Regions from separate parts of the Anser cygnoides genome. Here all the other regions are linked to region 1. The links are chromatin contacts, called in public Hi-C maps. All regions are on one chromosome and are shown on one strand. Each heading gives the region's core, a stretch centred on a gene start, on an enhancer-like site or on the middle of the called end of the contact. The rest is flanking DNA. Distances are from core to core; before and after follow the strand shown.

Region 1 (3,798 bases), core at 690-3,189:
CTGAGGGGTGCACACCTGACCACGCAGCATTGTGCATTGTGCTGTCTGTGGTGCAAGGCAGGGAATATTGCTTATAGCTGAGCCCTTCCAACACAAGGCTTTATAAAGTGGCTGCTCAGCTGCAGCACAGCACCCGTCTCTGGGTCCCATGCACAAAAATACATTCACAAAAGGTCTTATTTACAATGCTGATAAAAGGCTGATAAAGAGGTGTTGCCTTTTGAGTGCTGGGCTTTGGACAATGCGTGCAGTTCTGGGAGCAGCCAGACCTCCCCTTCCTGGCCCAAGAGCCTTACCTGCCCTGGTGCCTCCCTTCTCCACCAGCCGTAGCAGCCCCTTCTTCTTGAGGATGACGCTGCTTCCGATGAGGAAGCTGGAGAAGACAGCCAGGCCCAAGCCGATGTAGAATCCATAATTGCTTTCCAGCCGAGCTACCCAGGAGGTATCTGATGTCCCATTGTCATGGACTGAGCCAGTGGGATCAGCACCACTGATCACCCGGCACACAACTTGGTGGGAAAGGCACGAAAAGGGTGAGTAGAGACCCTGTGAGACCATGGAGATAAAACAGAATTACTGATGTGACCATCAAGTGTGCCTCTGTTAGCCCTGGGACTGTCATGCTGTCACCATAACTGCACATACCCAGCTTCTTGACACCTCCAGCTCAAACTTAGGATGCCTCTATAATCTCTCAAGGAAACGGCAGGATTTTTGGTGGCAGATTTATGGAGCACAGTTCAAGTAGCTCGTTGACACTGGATGTGCCTGCCAGCCCCCACACCATGAACTGGGAGGCCACGAGGACCACTCTAATAATGTAATGTGAATTTCTGAATATCCGTACCAGAGATTCTCTACCATCATGAGTTTGAACTATACCTTACCAGCACTCAGCCTTGTTGATCCAAAGGCTTTGGTGCTTCCTGGTCATCTAACCCTGCATCTGCCAGCTTGCCTGCAGCTTTGAGTTTAACATGGAGCACTGCCAGCATTTTGTAACTGCAAATTTGTCCTGGCTCTGTGTACTGAGCAGAGCCACGTGATTGCTCGTACGAGGACAACAGGCTCATCCTGGACCGAAGTTTATTCTCTGCATTACTTTACTGTGCAATGGGTTCATTCCACTTACTCGCAGGGTAGCTGCGTGCTCGTGAAGCACACCAAGTCCTGCTGGTGTGGAAGAGCTGAAAGCAGGCACAGCTCTCTGCTGTCCGTGCTGAAGGCACTGAGCCTGTCCCCAGTGAGGCGTGTGGCTGTGGGGGTGGGAAATTGCTGAGTTTCCTCCTACCCTCACGTTCCTACCACACCCAGCACATCTCCCTCCTGCAGTCTTAACTGAGTGTAGTAAAGGCGGTGTGACTGTGGTCTTATGGAGTAAAGCAGCCACGTAGTGTCATAAAAAGCTTCTTTCTACTAAAAGACTGATTTTTCTGCCTCAACACACGCTGGGATTACAGAGCAAGGATCTCTCTCAGCAGACGGAGGTGTGCCATGGCTGAACTGCTGACAGTGCTCCCTGAATAGGGGTCCCACCTCTTCCTTAACCCAACAAAGTGCCTCAGATCTTCTGCAGCCTCCAGCCCCGTCCCTTGCACACAGAGCTCAGGATTTGGATCCAAACTTTTTTTTTTTTTTTCTAAGGGGAAGTTAGAAATTAGTTTCTAAAAAATTAGTTAGAATTAGTTTTCCCTAACAGGCTGGCAGGGTGCTGCGTGGTGCTCGCAGCCCGGGCTCTGCGCTCCTTGTAAAGAAAGGGACTTTCCTCTGTCCCGTGCAGGCTCCCCCCGCCCCATAAAAATACCCAACCCCAAAAGCGAGCCCCGGAGCCGGGGTGAGCCCGCAGGGGGCTCAGCCCCCGGGTCTCGCCCCGCTCCCCCCCCCCCCCCGGGGTGCACCCACCGTTGCTGCAGCTGCCGTTCGCCCCCGGCCGCTCCATCTCCTCCGTCCTGCCCTCCGTAGGGCTCTCGGCATCCCCGGGCACCCCGAGCCGGCTCCTCCTCCGGCACGGGGCCGGCTTACAGCTCCGGGAGCCTCTTCCCATGCAAGCCACCGCCCCTAAAAGCCTCGCACCCCAGCCCGGTGCGGCTCGGGAGGGAGCGTGGTTGTCCCCTCGGGTGGCCGGGATGGGGAGGAGCTGGAGGGGGAATGGGATGCGGGGTGCATGGCTGGGCGGGGGGGACCCCGTCTTGGGGTGCTGCGGGGTGTGGGTGCTCTGTGTGCTGAGAGCGGGGAACAACTTAAAAGCAGGCAGGAAAAATTAAATCCTGAGTGGTGTCCGTGTTGAACACAGCTGCTCTTACTAAGGCTGTCGCAGGAGGTATTGGGGTAGCAAGGGAATTTTTCAGAAAGCGTCCTGCTGCTTCAAGCTTCGGTGTTGGTTGTTCCCTACTTAGTCCTATGGCTGTGCGCAGCAGTTTTTAGGACTGAAGGGCAAGGTTGGGGGGCTGAGAAACATGTTGTGGTATAAGGAGGATGGGTACATCCTAACAGAGGTTCTGGGGCAGGCGCAGGGTTCCCCGCATCGTGTGCTCGCAGGGCAAAGCCATGCTCTCTGCTGGAGGTCAGGGCAGATTTTCCCTTATCTGACCTTCGAGTCAAAGAAAAGGCTGCCGGCAAAGGCACATCTGAAAAACAAACACCAACAAAAGACGAGTGTGCAGTGGCAAGGGCACTGTCGTGCTGTGAGGTGCGGAGCGCCACGAGGGCAGGACACAGTTTTACCAGCAGTGGCTGCGATTTAGGATTTTGCTGTCTCTGTGCTGAATCCCAGCCCTGAGAGAGTCAGCTTCAGCCCCGCTGGGATGGGTAGGGGCTCTCCTGCTGTACTCCTGGGGTTGTCCATCTGCACGTGTGGGCTCCTCCGTCACTTGGACTCATTTTACATCGCTTTGTGGCTATTCCATTGGCAGTTTAACTTCTCCATCAACTTCCTGTCCCTGCTCCTGCTGATAATATTGATGTGCGAACATTTCAGAGGCTGTTGCACTCCGATGTGCTTTACCTTCATCCTCACCCTCCTCTGCTGACGTCCTCCATTCCTGTATTTGTGCGCAGTGACCGTGTGTACACAACCCCACTGCTGATACGAAAGCCCTTTCACTGCAGCAGGATCCAATCGCCAGATTTTGCTGTAGGTCAGTAGTGATAAGTAAAACCAATAGAAGCTGCTTAGTTTTCCTTCAGCAAGCCTGCATTTTTAGGTAGAAACTGTATATTTCATGAGGCAATCAAATGTAAGATCTGCAGTATTTAATGATTGAAAAATTGCTTTTTTTCACCATAAAATGCATTATCTGCACGTTACTAAGAAATTGCTCTCAGACCATCAAGCTGCAGCGTTGCTGGCACCATGTGGATCCTTCACTCAGCACCTGATCGTATCTCTGTACAAACTGTTTTCCCCAGCAAATGTTGCAGCATTTTGTGAGTCATTTGGTTTTAATTGGGTCGGTTCATCAGCCACAAAACTGAGGGTGACTGAGGAGGATTGTACTGGCCAAATCCCATGTCCTGCCCTTCATCACAGGAGCACCTGATAATCAATCCAAACAGCATGGCAGCGATTTCTGATGTTGGAAATTGAATGCATGTTGATTTATCAGTGATTTGAAAGCAACTTCTGCTGCTGTTATTTATTATGCAGGTGAAAGGCACCCTGAGCTAGACAGTGAAGGCAGGGTTTGGCCTTTATTTATAATTTTACCTGCTGATGCTGGTTATGAGCCATTCGTGCAGTGTGTGAACATGAAGCTGATCGCAGAAATGGAGCCGATGGCTGAGTGGGTCGAGCACCGT
Region 2 (3,798 bases), core at 749-3,248, 860 kb before region 1:
CATCTGCACACTTGGTTTGTGGATGGGAAACAGAAAAAAAAATTCTGCATATATTTCTGAAAAACAGATGGGTTGGCTTCATTGCCTTCTGGCCTCAAAGGGGTCACATCCTTTCTTGGCCCATGTGGGTGAACGAGCACTGCATTGCAGCTGAGGCGGGGGGCAGCAGACATGGGCTACGGCTGAAGTGTTGTTTTCTAGATCCCAGTTCCTCCCCTAGATCACCGACAGGTGTTTTTTATTCTGTCCCTTTAATCCATCTCCTATTGCAAACATTCCCCGAATTTAATAACTCATCTGGAAGACAATTGCTGTGATCTTGACAGAACGTGCTGAGTCAATCTATTTTAACTGCAGATTTGGTTTGCAAATAATGTCTCCTTGCCGATAAGGTTCAGGTGTCATCTTTGTGGACATTGGCAGGGATTTGCTTGACCGTGACAGCTTTTACGGAGTCTGGCAATTAAGTTGTCAAGTTGCATTTTCCTCTGACAGGCAGCATTAATTGATGATAGAGTTGGCTTCAATAAGCCCTGAGAAAGATGGATATGGTGATCAGGATGAATAGAGGTCCTTGTACTTGAGAGCTGTGTTGGTCCAAAGCTCTGGAGTCCTTGACACTTGGTGTTGTTGAGATAAGGGACAGGGCAGGAGATATCTAGGCTGAATTTCGGGGAAGTAACGAAAGCAAGATACATGAATAGAGACCTCTGTAACATCACTAGGCATCAACATAGCTGGAAATGTTGGTATCTGGGGAGACTTTAACTTTGTAGATGCACACTGCAAACTACTAATGTTAGCAGAGCTCCTGGATATGAGGAGCAAACAGAATTTTCGATTAAGTAATCCCCCAAATCATGTTATTGTGGATTTGCTTTTCAAGTGAGAAGGGTGTTGATGTCCTCCTCTTAGAAAAATAATACTGAGCTGAGCTCACTCTGTTTAAATCATGCCAAAAATAGATCTGTAAATAAGGATTTTTACTACTGAGTACAGAATATGAAAGATTAAAACTTAAAAACTTGGAAAATCTAGGATCCCAACTGAGGAGACTTGTTTTGAGACCAATCTATAGAATTGACAAAAATCTGCTTAAATAAAGGAGAAAAACATGTTCAGGACTGATCTAAGCTGTGTTACTTTAATGCTGGGCAAACCTTCAGTTGAAGCTTGAAGAAAACAAGACATGAAGTGTAAAGGAATGATTAATGTATGCTATGAATGTGCCGGAAGATAATCGTGTATGGGCTAATATCAATCTTTACAAAGTTGGCTGACTTCCTAGATAAAGGAAGTACAGTAGATCTAGTCTATCCAGACAGCAAAAGCGTTTGACCTGTTACCCCGTGGGATGGTGTCATTTAGGCTTGGCGAGGTGGGTCAGGAACGGGCAACAGGGGAGGTGGTAGTGTGTGAACAAAGGGTACCACAGGAGTTATCAGTGAACAGCCAAAAAGATGGATTTGGGACCGAACTTCATGGCTTTGTTCCTTGCCTTAATACAGAGAAAGTTGGTACATGGAGTAGATCTCTGCTGAGTTTTTTTTTAAAGGCAGAAGAACAGGATTTCTCCCAGAGAGAATGGGGTAACCTTCTGGGCTGCAAGTGCCCAGGCTCAAACTGACATGGAAGGTAGCAGTGAAGAGTGCAAAATCATGCTCCAAGGTGAAATAACGAGGGTTTTGGCTACCAGCTAGGAGCTTGGTTGAAAACTACAGCAGAGGAGAAAAACCTAATTGCATTTATTCAATCGTAGGGTAAATGAGAGCCTGCAATGTGCTGGGGCAGATCCGGGAGCGGAGGGGCCCTGGCACGCTCTCCACTTGCTGGTTCCCCTCAAGCCACACAAAAGGCCCCTTCCTGGCATACGTGCCCACGTCAATCATTAGCTAGAAATCCAGAGCTGGGTAAATACATTTTGGTTTCCCGTGCTGATGACAGATTGGGTGTTACATCATAAGGTGGGACCATTTGATATGACAGTTCGCTATATATTCCCACTTCTACCTGTGCCCTTCCTCTCCCACACCGAGAGCGAGCGGGCTGTAGTGGCACTGCTGCTGTCTGCCATGAAGACCACCGGGCTCTTTGTGAGAGCGGCTGTAGCCCTCTGCTGCTTCTTAGGTGAGTGTTTCCTGTCCTATTGCATAGGTTGCTTTAGCTGAACCAGTGGCTGGGCGATCAGCAAAAGTACTGCGGTCTTGTAATGTGCAGGACAGCCTTATTCCATGAAGGAATATTCTTCCTGAGAGTGTAGCAAATAATTAGACTGACAGATCCAGGTTTCAGCAAACCTCATGCAGATGACTGCTTTCATCTTGGTTTATAGGAGGAAATTGCTGAGGCAGCAGTCTTAGTGCATGGCAGGAGCTTGCATGTGGAACTACTGGGTACAAGGGCAGAGCAAAGCTGTTTGCAATGGCATCCGTGTCCATGTGAGCAACATAAGCGCAAACTTTAATGGCTAGAATCGCTCTGTAAACTTTACTGTGCCGTCCCCGGTAACTGAGAAGTTTGTGTCTTGGGATGGATAGTGCCGGTGATCGAAAGCCATCTTAAATGCACATCTGAGCTTCTGGAAATCAAATACAAAATCTTTTAGAAGAGGTTAAACTCAGAGTGCAGAATTGAAAATGCCTATATCACTTCCCCGTAATGTCTTAGGAACCGATTAATACATGTGGTCTCCCCCCTTCTATCTGCCATCAGAAGTGGAATGAAACTTTATTTAGTAACTTTTAATTCATCTTATGACCACTTACTAACATAATGTAAGACTACATTTTCTTAAACGCAATAAACCAATCGACAAGTCGCTGAATTTAATTGTTTCATAGGAAGATTTGCATGTCATCTCTGCACATCAATATATATGTATTTTTTTCTTTTCTCTCTCTACTTTTCTTTTAGATATTACCTTTGGAATTGAGGTGAGTTACAGATTTTTCCATTTATTCTGTTCTATTCTGAGCTTCTCGTAAAATAGGAACAGTATATAATTACCTGATGAGCAAGTGGATTAAATCTAATGAAATCCTGGCTGTTCAAATAATATTTGCCAGTGCATGATTGAATGATATTGCCGAATCATGAGAAAGTAAAACACCCCCCCATTTATACTATTTTCAGTTCATTAAGTAAAATGAAGAAAGCAAGAAGTAATTATACAATCCTATTATAATAACTCTTAAATATAATTGAGTTACTCCGAGTCAAAAGGCAGTATATTACCTCCTCAAGAGGAAAGTTGTCTTAAGACGATATGCTTGAAAGCATCAAAGACCATGATTCTGATATTTTTTTCTATATGGTAAGACCCACAGTATTGTGTTCTTTTCTATCCTTATATTGGGTTGAGGAAAACGGCGGGGTCCGCATGATGGATTTGTCTGCAGGTTCTTCCCACGCAGTTACGAGACTCCTGTAACTCACCAGAGACTGTAGCATGATTGGAAACGATCAGATTTTGAGCTGAGGGGCTATGGAGTACGGCCAGGCTCCCAGTTACCAGATGCCTTCATTAGGCACCGTCTCTCCCACAGCTGTCCTTCCTCCATGTCGTGCCTCCACCAGCCCCCAGCAGGAAGGCGTAATCAAAAACTTCTGTAGAGAAGTTTCCCTGCTCTTGACAGCTTGAGCAGGTTCAAAATGATACCTCTGGGTTTCCTCCCGGCTGGAGCTGTGGGCACTGCTGCAGGAGGTGGGAGGCTGTGTGGCTTGTCCTTTCTGGGCAGGAGCTGACCTTGGGGCTGATGTTGTGCTGCTTTCACAGGTTGACTGCAGCCAGTATTCCAG
Region 3 (3,798 bases), core at 679-3,178, 780 kb after region 1:
TCCTCCAGAGAGGTTTGGAGGACGAGTCCTGCAGGGCAGACGCGCCCTGTAAGCTGATGGCAGCCTTCCCCTTCCCACCAGCCTTCCCCGCGTTACAAGTGGTGTAACGCCTGTCCCAAAGCCCTGCACACATCAGAAAATTCTGGGATTTACAGCACCGGCTGGCTTCGCACGCTGACGTTTTGTTGAGGACAGCACCAGGTACACGAAACCAGCCCGGTTCAGGGCAAACTGGGACACAGAGCGCGCCTCCTCCAGGTTCACAACGCCGCGCCGCTCTGCCTCCCACCGAACCGCAGCTGTAGCTGCAGGGGTGCGTGCACGAGGGTGGAAAATCAAGGGAGCACCGTAACGGAGCTCGCCTGGAGTTTAAAACGAGATGCTGCTGCAAGGAAAGCATCTTCTGGCACGACCAGGTGGCATCTCCTGCTCCGGGACTGCAGGGAACCAGCTGCAGCCAGCACCACTGCCTGGGGCACGCGGTCACACAGCTCCCAGCTGGCAGCACACCTCTGTGGGCAGGGCCAGCCGCTAGGAGGGATACTTCCAACACCTTCGCGAATTTTCTTGCACGTGCAAGAAAAACTGCTGTACGACGGGCGAGGTGAGGACCAAGCAAAAGCCCTCAAAGTGCAGAGCGGAGCAGGATCCCGTGAAGCACATGGGAAGCACGTTCGGCAGGAGCGAGACGAGCTGCAGGCGCCGCGGCTCAAAGCCTTCCAAGCAATTTTCTGCAGCTCCTCGGCAGACGGCTCCACCTCACAAGCCCTGCTGTAACAGGGAAGGAAGCGAGGAGCTGCCTACACTTCTCCGCAATGTAAGCTCTGCGACGGCTGCAAAGATCACTCGCTAAAAATAACTTCAAAAAGGGCATCTGACAGCGCTGCGGAGAGCATGGGAACACTCCTACCTGGGTGTCCTAAAGCAAGCTCCCGGAGCACGGGGGCTGGCCCCAGGAAAACGCAGAGGGGCAGGCTGAGGGCAGGCTGATGGGCGGCAGCGGGACGGAGCCAGAGCCCTGGGCTGGGAGCACGGCTCCGGAGCTTTGTTCCCAGCTCCGCAACGCCTCGCATCCCTCGGCTGATGTTCCTCAGATGGCTCCCGAGCAGGGGAAGGTGAATCTGCAGCCTGTCCCCTTGCTGACTGCAGCCCAAAGGCAGCGCAGGCGGGCACAGCGCTTCCCAACAAGCGGGGGCACCCGTTATTACGCAGCCCCGGTCACAGGGAGGCTACGAACAGAATTTCTTTTTGAACGCCTGTAACTGAGCTACAAGCTCCTGCACGCACACACCCGCAGCGTCTGACTCCCGTTTGCTCCCAGGACTGGTGTGGGTTTACCAGCGCTGCACAAAGCTCTCCCGCGGCCCTCCGGTTCAGGGTAAGAACCCTTCAGCTCACAGCCAAGCTGCGGTCAGGAAGGAGCGGGTAAAGAAATGCCACTGGGTGCTTCCAGCACTAACAGCACCAGCGAGGATGCCGTGGATTTTTCCTGGCACAGCTGACTGCTGTTAAAGGTAGCAAATGAACCATCTTAAGGGCAAGTGACATCTTTCGGCTGCCTTTTCAAGTGACATCCTTCCCCAAGAGAATTTCTAGGAAACTTTCACCACAGACGCCAAACACGCACGCCCTGCACCGACCCCTGGGTCGCGCAGGAGGAGACGACAAGAAATTCCCCAGTTTTCTGAGGAAAGCTGACTTCTCCCACGGTCTTTGCTGGGAGAGCCGGTGGCTCCCAAACTGCAGCAGGGACGCGGCCAGGGATGCCCAGCTCCCTGGTGCCACAAGCAGGGCGCAATACGGAGCCACCTTGCTGTCCCCGGGAGAGCGGAGTAGCGCCCACGGTGCCGCGCAGCTCCAGCCCCGGCGCCTGACCCGGCTTCCCTGGCACGGGCACGTCCCTGGCCGGCCGAGCACTGAGCCAGCAATTCCCCTGTCATCCCGCAGGAGAGCGACGCCAGCCGCTCCGATGCCTCCGAGGACATCTGCAAACGCTCCCCGGCGGATTAAACGGTTAATGGAGAGGGCTGGAAAAGCCGGCAGCGCTCGCGGCTCCCGCAGCGGCAGACGCCACGTCGGTCCTGCAACCTGTGGACGTCCGTCAGGGGCGGGCTGGGGCTGCAGACCCTGAGAAAAGAGGCGAGTTGGTTCAGCTGCTGCTCGGGGCGCCGAGGCACAGCAAGGGCACCTCGGCGGCGGGGCGGGGAGGACGGCGGGGCGCGCTCAGCACCGAGACGAGGCTGCAGCGGCCCGGGGAGAATGAGGGCAGGCAGAGGAGCCAAGCCGTGGAGGAGGCCGAGGGTCAGGCTCTCCTCCAGGGCGGCCCGGAGCCCAGCTGATAGTTCGTGACCTGAAAAAAAAAAAATCAGCGGCTGGGGAGAGGGAGGGGCGACGCGAGCAGGAAGTACAGGACGGCAAGGACAGACGCGCAGGACACGGCAGGACTCGCGACTCCTCGTAAAACGCCCGAGAAAAACCAACCCGCTCACCTTTGGGGGCTGCTGATTTGCAAATTAAAGGGGGGGTGTCCTACCAGCACTGGCCTCCACCCTCCAGGACGGACCCCGAGGGGTTTCCTCCGCTCCTGCTTACCTCTGCGGCACCGCTCTGCCTGTTCTGCCAGCCTCTAATGAAAAGCTAGTTAACAGTTAATTATTACCCATTCAGACACAAGATCCCCTACTCTGACTGACTGCCGGCCAGGAGGGATAAGACAATCACGTGACGCAAAAATCCCAGCCTTATGAAAGCACAGGCGACTATATTTAGTTTGAAAAACGATGACCCAGCGAGACCGCCCCTCCCGGGCCCGGCCTCGCCGCGGAGCTGACCTCCACACGGCGCGCTGCAAGCCCAGCACCGAGCCGGGTCGCAGCGCCGAGACCAGGGTGCTCAGCACACGAGTGATGCGGGGTGCACGTGGTCACACACGCACACACACACACACACGCTGCGGGTCCCAGCGGTGCCATCCCAAAGCACGGCACGGGCCGGGGAGACCTTCCCTCCCGCACGGTCCTTGGTGCTGCAGGTCACCTTGTCAGCGGCCGAGAGCTGATAAAGCACCAAGCGCGACAAACAGGGCCCAGCCCAAGGTCCTGGAGCTTATCTGGAAAGCAGGAGGTATGCCGGGAACCTGACCGGGGTGACCAGCACTGGGGGAGCACTCGGCACAGAGGCACCAGCTGCTGGGCTGGCGGCGAGGGGAAGCGGGGCTCCGCTGCGGGATCCAGCCCTGGATGGCAGGAGGGCGGTGATGCTCGGAGCTGGCCCTGGGAGCTCTGCCTCGCCTGGACGAACCCGCTCCTCCTTCTGTGGAAGCCGAGGAGGCAGGCAGGGCTGTGCCTGGAACAAAAAGGGGGCAGAAGCAGCCGTGCGGGGGTCACGCGTGTGCTGTCACCGCGCAGAGACGGCCCCAGGAGAAAGGTGCACGGCTACAAAAGGCCGGCCCTGCAAGAGCATCGCCCGCTCCGCCTCCCAGCGCGGTGGAGGAGCTTCAAAGAAAAAAGCCTGAGGACCAGACATCATTAATCTCTTGTCATCCGCAGAGGGGTGTTCTCCACCCGCAGCCCGCTGCAGCCGATGAGACAGCACAAGCGGCGGGGCCCGCAGCGCGAGCAACGCGAGGTCACCGTGTCGCAGCCCAGCCGAGGGCTCCGCACAGATGCAAGCCCTTTAATGGCCGTCAGCCTCGCTGCAGCTGCGACCGGGGGCTTGGAAGCTGACAAAAAGCCTTCCTCAGAAGCATCTGGTACGTCTCACTGTAAATATTTAACAGCGATCAGACAGGGAGCGAGA

The links. A called contact is a pair of places that touch in the nucleus more often than the background predicts.
Region 2: a contact with region 1 is called in a Hi-C map of liver, with 4 times the contacts expected there. The contact joins the promoter of LOC106032875 here to the promoter of NIPAL4 in region 1. A contact is called at or near these places in 2 of 7 Hi-C or Micro-C datasets (both in liver).
Region 3: a Hi-C map of liver shows a contact between it and region 1, with 4 times the contacts expected there. The contact joins the enhancer-like site here to the promoter of NIPAL4 in region 1. A contact is called at or near these places in 2 of 7 Hi-C or Micro-C datasets (both in liver).

What each region holds. Positions count from the first base shown.
Region 1 is chr14:8,144,811-8,148,608 of Taihu_goose_T2T_genome, reverse strand. It overlaps NIPAL4 (NIPA like domain containing 4), which reads right to left and starts at 1,939. Exons shown (of 7, transcript XM_048057149.2): 1 at 1,903-1,939; 2 at 530-546; 3 at 297-528. The coding sequence starts at 1,939.
Region 2 is chr14:9,003,235-9,007,032 of Taihu_goose_T2T_genome, reverse strand. It overlaps LOC106032875 (ovoinhibitor-like), which reads left to right and starts at 1,998. Exons shown (of 25, transcript XM_013176081.3): 1 at 1,998-2,127; 2 at 2,914-2,933; 3 at 3,776-3,798. The coding sequence starts at 2,073.
Region 3 is chr14:7,362,456-7,366,253 of Taihu_goose_T2T_genome, reverse strand. All of the region lies in intron 2 of LARP1 (La ribonucleoprotein 1, translational regulator), which reads right to left. Among named protein-coding and RNA genes, the nearest start is that of LARP1, 21 kb to the right of the region's middle. Within about 2 kb of position 1,928, at least 3 of the 3 cell types and tissues checked have open chromatin away from gene starts, as enhancers often do. A contact at or near this core is called in liver, where this site is marked.